2 separate regions of the Sus scrofa genome follow, and region 2 is linked to region 1. Evidence: chromatin contacts called from public HiChIP or PLAC-seq data. All regions are on one chromosome and are shown on one strand. Each heading gives the region's core, a stretch centred on a gene start, on an enhancer-like site or on the middle of the called end of the contact. The rest is flanking DNA. Distances are from core to core; before and after follow the strand shown. Region 1 overlaps RUNX1 (runt related transcription factor 1). Region 2 has its middle 350 kb from the start of RUNX1.

Region 1 (6,152 bases), core at 647-3,146:
AGCAGGTATAACCAAAAACAGCACAGGGTGCTAGAAGAATGTCCACCTCATTTGTTCTTCTATTTACTCATTTCCCAGCCATCTGCAATGTGGAGCACAGCGCTAGGCTGGCCCTCCACAGTCAAGGCAAAGTTTCAGATTCACAGATTCTTGCCTTGGGAAGAATCCTTGGAAGATCCATACATGAGGTTCAGGGGCCCTGAAATTTAAAATGGTGCAAGAATCTGTGTGTAGGAGTGCATTGGTTTCCCCCCAAGGATTTTCAAAATGATTTTCTGACGTTCCCAAAAGATTAAAATCATATTAGAAAAATCAGAAGGAAATCTGCCCCTCTTTACGACGTGGTAGAGGACACGGTCTGGCAGATTTCCTCTTTGGTTCTAAAATGAATGAACTAAAGCTGCTTTCCCTGATTGATTCCTTTCCAACTGATTAAGTAAATACTCCAAGTGGGATGACGCACTCGCAGATTTCATTGCTAAGATTTCTTCAACGTTTCTCAGCTGCAGCCATGAAACACTTTCTTATAACTGAAAATATCAGTGGAACTACCTCAACTGCAGATGTAAGCTGCCATCCACTGCTGCTAAGTCACGCTGCCAAAGAGAATTCCTCCTGCTCCTGACCTTCGATTTTCTGGAGGGCGAGGAGCATCCCAGAACGCGTGCTTAAGCATGAATTGTTCTGAACAACCCCAGGTGCCTTCAATGTCACCTCCCCTCTCTCCTGGGAGCTGCTATCTGGTCTTCCTTTGTAAAGGAACGGTCTAGATGGAGATACTGAATCCAAGAGGGAGAATTCCAAGGGTGAGATATCCCTGTAGGAGGCTGACGTTGTCAGGGAGAGAAAGGAGGGCAGGAAGGCAAAGGAAAGAAGACGCCTCAGCCTGCTGAAACCTTCACCAATATTTTGTAGGGGCCGGTCTTGTCAGCAAGCCCGTAAAAGCCGGATGGGCAGGTTTTCCCAGTTGCAGGCTGAACCCGAGGTTAGGAGCTGTGGTCCTGGACATGGGCCAGCACCCAGACAGATCAGTTTTGTAGAACAGAGAAAAACCCTTCCATGTTCAACCCCTGGCGATTTCTACAAGGTTTGACAATCTCCCGGGACTGGCAGCTGAGAAAAGAAAAGTCTTTTTTTTTTTTCCTCTACTCTTTCTTTGGAACTGAGCACCGAGCCCCTTGGAGGATCCACCAGACCCGTGGCTTTTTTGACAGAATGTGAAACTGGCACTGGAATGCTCGGATGAGCCAACAGCCAGGACCTTCCTGGGCCCCTGTGTGGCGTGTTGATGCCAATGACATAGTTTCAGACACATTTTCAAACACGGAAAATGAAACAGTGGAGAGTCTTTAATAAAATATTGTGAAACTTCTAAAGGACAAAATTCAGGGAGGACGCTTTAGACTAATTGTTAAAATGAAGGAGAATCATTTGCTCTCTTCCTAATGGGAAGCAAATTGCAAAAAAAAGAAAAAAAAAAGAAAAAAAAGAAAAAGAAAAAAAATCCTTGGCAGGCTTTGATGTTGACACTAGATATGAAAGAGTAAAATCAAGCTGTATTTTACAACTATGGGGAGAAATTATGAGACAGAGTCAAACTGGGCCTTTTGACAGCTCATTTTGTCTTGCACTAACAAAAGCAACAACAACAAAAAATCGCTCAAGATCACCAATACACGCAGTAACTGTAATTGGGTACAACATTCACTGTAGGTTCCTCTATTTTGGATTGCTTACTATCATGCGTGGGTAGCAGGCCCTGTTCAAAACAGATATTGTCCGTACATGGAGCATTTCAACTAATTTTCCTGCTCCAGGTTATCAGAAGACAGCCCAGCCTTGGTCGCAGCTATTTCACTCTGGGTTTTATGCAAACTCAAGGGCATACTGGCACGAATCAGGCAGCCAAATGCAAACAATCCACACCTTGGGGAAACAGTTCACTGTTACCCAAGTAAACACAAGCTCCTCTTAGTCACCCACTCAAAACAGAAATGGCCAGTGATGGACGAGAGACCAGCCTTCAACACCAGAAAAGAAAGCATGCTGCTTTCAAAATCTCACTCTTTATCACCACCAACCCCCTGGGCCTTGCCAGGAGGCACCACTGCCCTTCTTACAGGAAAACGTCGTTGGCATGGGCCATTAAAAAATTTCCCAACTTTCATAACCAAAACCTGTCCCGTGGACACCCACAGAGATGCATACTCTGATAATGAGTAGAAATCCATAGGAATTGAATTGAGATGGTTACTAGGCTGGGAGGTGTGGACGGGGCGGTCAGGCTTTTGTTTTTTATTGGCTTCTTAACCACTCTGCCAGCTACTCATATGAAGCCCTTGAGATGTTTTCTAAACACACATCTCTGAATCATAATGTGAATTCCACTTACTGAAAGGCAGGGACTTTTAATATAGCAAGTAAACCCATAGAATGACTTATGCTTGTATATCTTATAGCATCATTTGTGTTTCAATAAGTGGATATCATTTTCTTAACATTGTCCTATAATTAACATAATGATACGTGCTATGAACACATATTTTCAATCACGTTACAAGTTTTTGAAAATTTTCTCCACCTATGATTCTATTTTGAAAATGTCCCCGGCAGCTAAGATAGCACAAAAACAATAGCCAAAAAAAGGCAACAGTGCTTTTGCCCTCTTTCCTCTTGGACTAAACAAATTTCCCAAGAACATAGATTTTCTCATATTTCTGAATGTCTTTATAAAGAGTAATGATTACTCTTCTGTTTAAATGTCCACTGGATGTACTTTTAGTTTTTAAATACAGGAGCCACCTACTGTTATTTAGGTATTTGCCGTGTCTTTTTAATATACTCAAAATAACTTTTATTTGTAAACTTATTCAACACTATATTACAAAAATGAGATTTTCCAAAGAAATTATCGTATTTCCTTCAGTTAAACTGCTAGTACTTACTGCTACTTATAAAATATGACTTAGATTGTGTTTCAAAGAAAACACAATATTTGAAAATAACTGGAAAGCAGAGGAGTTTACAACAAGCCAAGATTCCTCTTTCTGCTCTAATACTCTGATAACAGGCATGGAGAGATAAAACTACACATAGAACGGCACTGATGAAATAGTTCCTGTGGATGGATAATCCAGTCTTTCATATTATTAGTATCTAAAATATTAACTGGGCCCAACCCCTCCTCCAAATAATAATAAGACATCCAAATTATATATAATAGGAAGGTCATATTGCCATCAAATTCACCAAACCAGAATGGTATGAACACTAATTCTTCCTATTTTACCATAAAAAATATCCTTACTTGAAACACATTTCAATAATCATACACTGCATATCCCTTAAAATTATTAGAAGTGTCATAAATAGTGCATGGATTCTAAGTTAAAGGCTTCCAGTCACTAGACTTCTGAAAATTATCAAAGAGAGAACCCCAGTTGCACAGTCCTGGTTTCTATGATGATAAGTTTCATATTTTTACAATTTAGTAAAGATCTGAGGCGTTTCCTTGAAATTCACAGTTCTGGTTTTCCAAGCTTCCAAATCAGTTTTAAGCCAATTCAATAAGAGAAAGCAATAACGTAAAGCTAGATTCTGTTAAAAATATTAAATTTTAAATAAATATTTTAAAAAGCTTAACGTAGCAATAATAAGGGGAAGAAATGACTGTGTTTCTAGGGGATCTCATCACAGAAACTTCTAGATGTTTTGAAATCTGGGTTTGTTGCCATGTAAATACTTGGTGTTTCAAGTTCAGTTTTGACAGACACATACCTCTTCCACTCCGACCGACAAACCTGAGGTCATTGAATCTTGCAACTTGGTTTTTCATGGCTGCAGTTGCATTTCTCAGTTCAGCTGAGTAGTTTTCGTCATTGCCTGCCATCACAGTGACCAGAGTGCCATCTGGAACGTCCCCCAGAGCCACCACCTAAACACCCGTCAAAGGACAAATGCAGACATCAGGCCTGTCAGAAACTTCGAGGTCACCTGCATAGCAATTATTCTAAAATTGAATGTATATTAAGTGATGCTTTTAGTTTGCAATGGAATAGCAATCAAAAGTCAAGCAAAACAACAGAGAAGTTATTAATGGCCAGATTTACTTTAAATTCCACTGTGTAAAACTATAAATGTTTAAATCATAAAACATTCACCTAACGAAGTCCCATAAGGTCACAGAGCATAATTGGAATAAGACTCACTATAACAAGGACTTTGAAAAGCTATGCCTTCTTATGGATACAATCATTGCTTCTTAATTTTTCATATGTAAGAAACAGAATGTCTTGTTTTTATCAGTTTCTAACCTAACCCATCTTTCCCTTGTCCACACCTCCATGACGGGCCGGATAGGGCTGATTTAGCCTTTTAGGTGCTTAAACTTAGACTTCTGCTAAAATTAACCTTGATGTCTTACATGGAATTGCTGATGATTCTTGAATGACTCAAACTCTCCCTTTGCAATTCTTTCATCCTTGACACCCCTACTCGATTCTATTATCTTGATTTTTCACTAGCAGTGAACTGTGGTATGCAAAAGGAAAAAAATCAGACATATACCCTTGGCTTACTACTAACTACAAAATCAACAGACCTCAGACAAGAGGGGAGCTTACTCTTATAAGCCCTCCAAATGCAGGAGAGGAACTACATCAGGCTAGACATATGTATATGTATAACCGATTCATATACATTGCTGTATACCTGAAACTAACTTTGCTGTACATCTGAAGCTAACACAACATTGTAAATCAACTATATTCCAATAAAATGTTTTTAAAAAAGAAATTAAAGGGTGGGACTACATCACATTTTGATATCTGTGAATCTCAGAGTTGTGTTAATTAGGACCTGACAGGTGAGCGAGGTTTTCTCCAAACCCAACTGATCTTGAAGAGGAATTCCTTTAAGGTAACGGAAGAGGAATGGATTTCCCATCGGGACTATTAAAGTAAACTAGTAAATAAATATTTTTGATACTTAGGTAAGAAAAAGGAAAAGCAGCCATTGCAAGGTAAAATGCTCTAAAGAGCGTGGTCTAGAGATGCTTTGTGCAGTGGAGTCCATTTCTTGGTTATCATTTGACCCTTCTGGGAACTATTCTCTTGGTCTAAACATTTATTCTTAGCTGTGTTCCCATTGCTTCTGTCTTTTTGAAGTGGTCACAGAATTTCAAATCAAAATGCCCCCAGGTCTCCTTGTTCCCATCACTTCCAATATCCCTTATGGTACTTTCTCAGTCACTTGTGAAAGATGTGCTAACCATTCCAATTACATAATGGTTTGGGGGGGGGGGTTGTTTTTGACTTGTGATCAGGAATCATTCTAGAGTGATAATTCCTCCTCCCATTTGCCACTGCCCCATATTAACATAATATTTGCTCTATAATGGGGGGGGGAGGTAACACCTATATTTCAGTTCTTTTTTTCTGTCTGTAAATAAGGCTGCCATAAGCTCCCTGGTATGAGAGAGAAGCCATGTTTTCCCTGAATCCCCATCTTCATTGCCTGCTTAGTCATCACCCTTTCTCTGTTGCATCCAGATTGTTTTTACATCTATTGTTTTTACTCCCTAGGATGCTTCAGCTCCTGGATTCTAGGGAATATGAAGGGGAAAAATGAACCAACTCACTCTAATGGGGATGGGGGGTTGACTTTCAACCCAGGACTATCCCGGGAGAATCAACTCTTCCAGCCAAGGTCAGGCATGTTCCTCATAGCTCTCATCCATCTCACACACTTATCTTTCCCATTCTTTCCATCCAAATTTCCTATAAAGGAAATTCTAAAACACAGCTTTTTCTTCCCCAAGCACCCTCTCATTGGGTATTTAGATCCCATGATAAGTATGTTTGTTGCTGTTTAATTAAGAGCAGTAATATGTCAATTCCCTTTTGGTTCAAAAACATGGTGGAATGAAATCTCCTGGATCAGTTCGTTATCGTTACCATTTTTTTCTATTCTCATAAAATATGCTTGCTTTCTTCTGCTCTTTTCAATCTCTAAAAAAAAAAAAAAAAAAAAAAAAAATCCTCCCCCCTTTTTTTCCCACTGTTTTCACTTCCCTCTGCAAAATTAGCTCACAATGTTGAAATGTCCTCCTTGAAAACATATTTTTACTTCCTCATCTCCATCTCCCTGTGATG
Region 2 (5,933 bases), core at 2,951-5,450, 530 kb after region 1:
CCATGCCTGGACATCTTGCCTATAGAAACTGTGAGACCATGAGTTTGTGTTAAGTCACTCAGTTTGTGATAATTTGTTAGGTGGCAATAGAAATCAATGCATATGATTACTTAGCTGAGTTCAGTTCTTAAAGGTTAAAAATATGAATACATAGACGTTACTGGGGCTAGGAGGCATAGCAGTGGGAGAAGGGACAGTTACTATTTAATCTGTACAGAGTATTTGTTGGGTATTATGAAAAAGTGTGAGTATAGATAGTGGTGATATATTTAGGTTCACTTACAAATGGTTAAAATGGTAACTATTATGCCCCAAGTGCGGCCCTAGAAAAGACAAAAAGCCAAAAAAAAAAAATGGTAACTATTATGGTATATATATTTTATCACAAGGTTTTTTTTAAAAAAAGATGAATAAATAAAGTGAAAAGGTTGTTGGATCATTCTCTTTCTTTAGTGATGGCCAGAGACATTCTTTTCAGATCTTAACCTCAGCCCTAGTCAAAATTAATTCTAATTAATTCAAAACATTCTTATTTATGAGACTAAATTATGTGTTTTTCAAAAATATTTTTCAATACTCAAAAAATAAATTCTCTATTAAATAAATGTTGAGTCTTGCTAACTTATGGATTTGGGGCAGTATAAATCAGTAAGGGTGAAAAATAGCCTGAATTCCATTCACCATCTTGAGCTTTGAAAGATAGGCAGGGAAGAGCTACAAATGCTGAAATGATGAAAGTGGGTGATAAAAAGATGAGCCAGAGAAACTTCCACCATTTTCCTTAAGCCCCATGACTCTTGGAATAGACTCAATGAGAACAAACAAGCCACTGCGGTAGGTGGAAATTAGGACCCATATGAGATGCAGAGAACACTGCCTTAACCGAGGACAGGAGAGGGGAAAGCCAAGTGCAAGGACGGAGTTTGGTCCAATGCCAACACCAGGTCCTGGCCCAGCCCTGAAGGCCCTGATGAAGCCAGGGAAGGGAGGCTTGGGAATAAACTAACCTGAGGCTGGGGTGGGAGCTGGGCTGCTCATGACTGAGCAATGAGGGTCTCCTCCACTGTGTCTTTTTAGAGGGAGAGGGTTTTCAAGAATACAACTTTCCAACGTGGTTCCCCTGGGTGTCGTAGAACTTGGCGGATCACAACGTCTTTTCATTGCCTGCTCCTGCCAATGGGGTTATCTTGGTACAAACCCATGGTCTGACGAGTATACAAACTGAACTTGCTCTTGGAAGGGGCACTTCTTCCCACTGGCGGCTCTTGCTTCTTTCACCATCTCCCATCCCCACAACGCTTTTCCCTTGAACACCTTTCATCTTGCTCTCTCCTCTTATCCTTAACCTTCCCCGTTCAGAACCCTGCCATTTATGAATAATAATAGCAATACTGAACCAATGTCCTTTATTGGGCATATGCAGTGTATTGACCCCACGTTCAGGACTTTGCACACGTCGTCTCATTTAGTGTTCACATTAGATTAATGAGATAAAAGCAGAAAGAGCTCAGAGTAGGTGACAGCTTATCCGTAGTCACACAGCCAATGAATGAGTGGGTTACAGTGTTGAAACTCAGACTCATTTGACTCCAAGGCATATGCTTTCAATTTAGGATGTCCCAATTCTATTCTCACAGTCCTACAAGATGAGTAGCACAGTGGGTGGGCCAGAGTTTCTTTCACGGCCTCTCTTTCCAGTAGGCTGGAAACTGTACCCTATGTCAGGGGTAGAAGGAAAGCAGGCATCTGTGTGTCAAAAGGAGTAATCAGAGAGGGGTACTTGACAGTACACAGAAATTTGAAAAACGCATACATGGTCACACAAATATCAGATAAAGAGAAAGATGAAAGGCCTTATGCCACTATGATAAGCAAACTCAAAATCAAGGCCCAATTCATTTGGTTGGTGTGAAGGCCTGTCCTCATTTACAACACTCAATTAGCATTTGGGAACAAAAACGACACACTAGACAGTTGTCCACAAAATACACACACACACACACACACACACGTATATTTTTTTTTCTGGAAAGTGCCTTGCTTCTCAAAGAATTTGAGGCATTTATTCTTGCCAGGCGCCCCTTAAAGTTTAGATCCCCTTTCACTACAGTATCTCTTACTTAAAAAGTAAAATAAAATAATGAAAGCTGTCTCTAGCTTCCACAACATCCAAATATTTTGAGTACTCACAGTATAAAAATATGTATAAAATATATAAACACATTTGTAACCCTAGTTCTGCAAAGGTCCTTTATCTCTCAGATATTTTGCAATGGTTTCCATAACCTGGGATACTGCTTGTAAAATTTATCTTGACAAGCTAACAGATTTTCCCAAAGAGTTGCCAAGAATAATTTTCAAGAAAAAATGGCTTAACCCAGTTTTTCTTGTGTATTCAGAAAAGACAGGATATACATTTATATCCCTAAGAAGCAAGTCATCCAACTTTTTTCCCAACATGAGTTTAAATGTTTAGAAGAAGAAAAATAACACAACCGAATTTTTAAACATGCAATTTTTGTTTTGCTCTAATTGTCCAGAATTGCTTAGTGATGGGGAAAAGAAACAACCATAAATTGCAAAATAGCATAAAAGTTAAAAAATTGTGTTATTTTTTCAAAAATAGCAAACTAATAGGGAATTGACATATTAAAAATTACATCTTCTGTGTCTAAAATTTTCAGAGAAAGAGTTATAGCTAAAACAATGTTTGACTAACCTGCTATTCTAAGCAGAAAATCTCTTCTTTAGTGTGTTTTAATGTAAAATTTTATAAAGTCTGACTCTAATCTTTTTTCTTTGAATGTTTTAATTTACATCTTTCTAAAGTATTTTTCTTTTTTAGTCCACATCCTAAATATTTATTGTTTTGTGATCCAATAAACAAACACATGTTGATGCCACTGACCCAAGTGAGACTTAAATTATCCATTCACAGAATATTCCTAAAAGGACTTGTGCTTTTTCTAACTGATGTTAATTTTGTCTCCTTATTCTGCCTTTCTAAGGACACTGGGCCTTGAACTTGTACTCTTCCAATCTGCTGTCATGACTTTTTCCTTCCTTGTTCTTCCTTTATTATATATAAAGAAACTATATATATATATAGTAGATTTACAATATTGTGTTAGTTTCAGGTGTACAGCAAATTGATTCATAATATACATATATATATATGTGATATTTTTAAGATTATTTTACCTTATAGACTGTTATAGAATATTGAGTAGAGTTTCCTGTGCTACATGGTAGGTCCTTGTTGGTTATCTATTTTATATATAGTAATGTGTCTATTTATTCCCAAACTATGAATTTATCTCTCTGTCTCTCTCCCCTCTTCTAACTGTAAGTTTGTTTTTTATAAGTCAGACTCGAAGGCAAGTACTTTGTGATAGGTGGAGAAAGAGGAAAAGTGAGTAGAACAGAACAAGTTTCACCTAGCCCTGTAAAAGATGCTCATCTCCATTCATAGAAAAAAATGTTTCCTGTGGAAAACTTCAAAGCAAATTCCATAGAAGTGTTGAGCTGGTTCATAGCCATCTGAGAATGGACTGGATAATAACTTTAAAGGAATTGGTAAGGAAGAGAGTCACTTGATTAGAGGTTTATGTACTGTGAGAAAACTGTCTCTACAGGTATTGAGAGCAGAAAATAGGATGAAACTCCAGAAGCAAGGTTGTTCCTTGTGGCAAAAGGTGCTACTAGCAATCCAGACTGTCTCCAGTCCCACTCAGCTATAATTCCGAGGGACTCGTAAGGAGGTTTGGATTCAGTTTGACTTTTACTGAGATACTCAGATGGGTTCAAATTAAAAGCCCCTGTTCATGGCAATTTCTTGAATTAGAGATCTGAGTAAAGAAGTAGCCACCTGGGCTCTGACAACTTCTGAAACAGAGTTGCTTTCAGAAATATCTGAGGAAGTTCAGAAACATCTGGACCTTTGGCTATCCAGAGCATAAAGGGTGTGCATGGGCCACAAGCAAAGCCAGGAAGAGAAAAAAAGAAGAACCAAAAGAAATGGTTTAAGAATATGATACTTTTTTTTTTTTTTCAAAAGTGAGGTCACTCTGGGGAACATCAGCAAGTTGCCAACATCCTTATTCTCTCTCTGGGTTTCAGGCCTGTTTTTCCCTTGGATGACAAACAGCCCTAGAGGGGCCAAGAACCTCTCCTTGAGAAGGGACTTTAGACATTTTACAGGGCGTAAGCATAAGCAAACCCCCAGGACAAGTGACCTCAGAGCAGGGTGAGGAGAGCGAGGCATTAGCCTGAAGCATAACATTTAGGGAAGAACCAAAAAAAGGTAGGGACATGATAAGTAATATTTCAAATTTTAAAAGGTCAAAATCAATGCCAAAACTCAAGATGAACGAAATACCAAAACTTTAAATAAAAACATGCTCAGGGTCCCTGATTTTTCCTTTTGCCTCAGGTTCGAGCAGGGCTCAGCATAACACTGTTACTGATCTTATTGTTATTTAGATTTTTGATATCTTGTTCATTGGGATTTTTCTGTATTTTGAATTTTAAAAATATTGTATTAAAGTGATTGTTCATGATGATTAAGGTTTTTGTGTCCCCTTCAGTGATGTGGTTGAGGCCATGCCTCATTCACCCATCCTCATCCAGGTCCTGATCACAGGGAAATAGAAGCAAAGATGAGATTCAAAGAAACCGCATAAGTGTGACCAAGGCAGAGAAATCCCCAGAGACCATTTTATATTAGAGATATGGTAATCCCTGATTTGCAACAGCCACCAGGACATCTGTGACTGTTTCTAAAATCTTCCCATTTGGGTATCCCTAAATTAGCTATAAATCCTGACATTCTAATAATGCAGGAAAGCAAAGCAAAAACAAACAAACAAAAATTAGCAAAAACACATAGTTAGAACAACATTAGAGAGGATTCTAAGCCAGTATCTTAACTTCCTTTTCAAGAAAAAAAATTTTAATTTTGTAAAAATCGGGTCTCTCTGTCATCTCCCCAATTCCAAGATTCTAGTGCATCTGTGAATATTTTATTAGGTGCTTGACTTTTTGAAATCACAGAGAGGAACCCTCCTTGTATATCCTACCTTCTAATTAGCAGAGAATAATCATTTTAAATGGCCTAAAATTAGAATTGTTTTCACCTTTGTTTCTACATACTTAAAAAAAAAAAAAGGAAATACTCCATAAAGTGAGAAAAAAAAAAATTCTAGCCACAAGAAGATAAGGTTTAAGTAAAGAGGGTCTATAAATATTTTGGCTAATTTTTCTAGGGCTTGAAATCTTAACTCAAAACATTTTACCCAAGATTCAGCATTAATATACATAAATGTGTAAAATATATAAAAATTCTAAAGTTCCTAGTTGTTGAATTGTTTGAGACCAATGATCAAAACTGAGTGATGGTGATTTCTCTATGCATTTTCCCTGTGGTGTGTAGGAAAGACTGTTCTGCCACCTATTGGCCTTCTGCGTGAAATAGATTTGATCACACCTGGAAGCAAGGCTTTACCTGGACTTGGAAAAGGTATCGCTTCAGCAAAGTCTGGTTCTCTCCCTCTGGAAAATGGCAGGGCTTCCTCTAAGGCCACGGCAGTGCCCCCAGTTCTCAGAGTTAACTGACTGCTTCCCTCAACTACGGTACACGGGGAAAGTGACCACGACTCGGGGGGGTCATTGGTGGCTAAACAAACACTGGCTGGCCCCACCTCGACACGCTGGGAGTCCAGGCTGAGTTCATCTCTGGCTCTCTGTCTGTGCACTGAGCATTTCGGAGGGGGATGTCCTTCTTCCCCCCAGGTTGTTCAGATGACAAATACCCCAGAGAACTGACGTCGTGGAGCTGACCACTTGGGCTAGCCCTGGGAATTCTGGGAATGTGCTCACCTCAACCTAGCTTCTTGACCTGGAATTGCCTGAATTCCTTAGAATGAGGCAAATAT

What was found. HiChIP or PLAC-seq counts read pairs in DNA pulled down with a chosen protein or histone mark.
Region 2: an H3K27ac HiChIP or PLAC-seq map of alveolar macrophages shows a contact between it and region 1. The contact joins two enhancer-like sites. A contact is called at or near these places in 1 of 47 Hi-C or Micro-C datasets (liver) and 2 of 2 datasets of contacts at active chromatin or transcription factors (alveolar macrophages and skeletal muscle).

Annotation. Positions count from the first base shown.
Region 1 is chr13:198,457,900-198,464,051 of Sscrofa11.1, forward strand. It overlaps RUNX1 (runt related transcription factor 1), which reads right to left. Exons shown (of 8, transcript NM_001246252.1): 4 at 3,778-3,934. Among named protein-coding and RNA genes, the nearest start is that of RUNX1, 170 kb to the right of the region's middle. Within about 2 kb of position 1,897, at least 14 of the 83 cell types and tissues checked have an H3K27ac peak or open chromatin away from gene starts, as enhancers often do. A contact at or near this core is called in alveolar macrophages, where this site is marked.
Region 2 is chr13:198,985,706-198,991,638 of Sscrofa11.1, forward strand. No RefSeq gene overlaps it. Among named protein-coding and RNA genes, the nearest start is that of RUNX1, 350 kb to the left of the region's middle. Within about 2 kb of position 4,201, at least 3 of the 83 cell types and tissues checked have an H3K27ac peak or open chromatin away from gene starts, as enhancers often do. A contact at or near this core is called in alveolar macrophages, where this site is marked.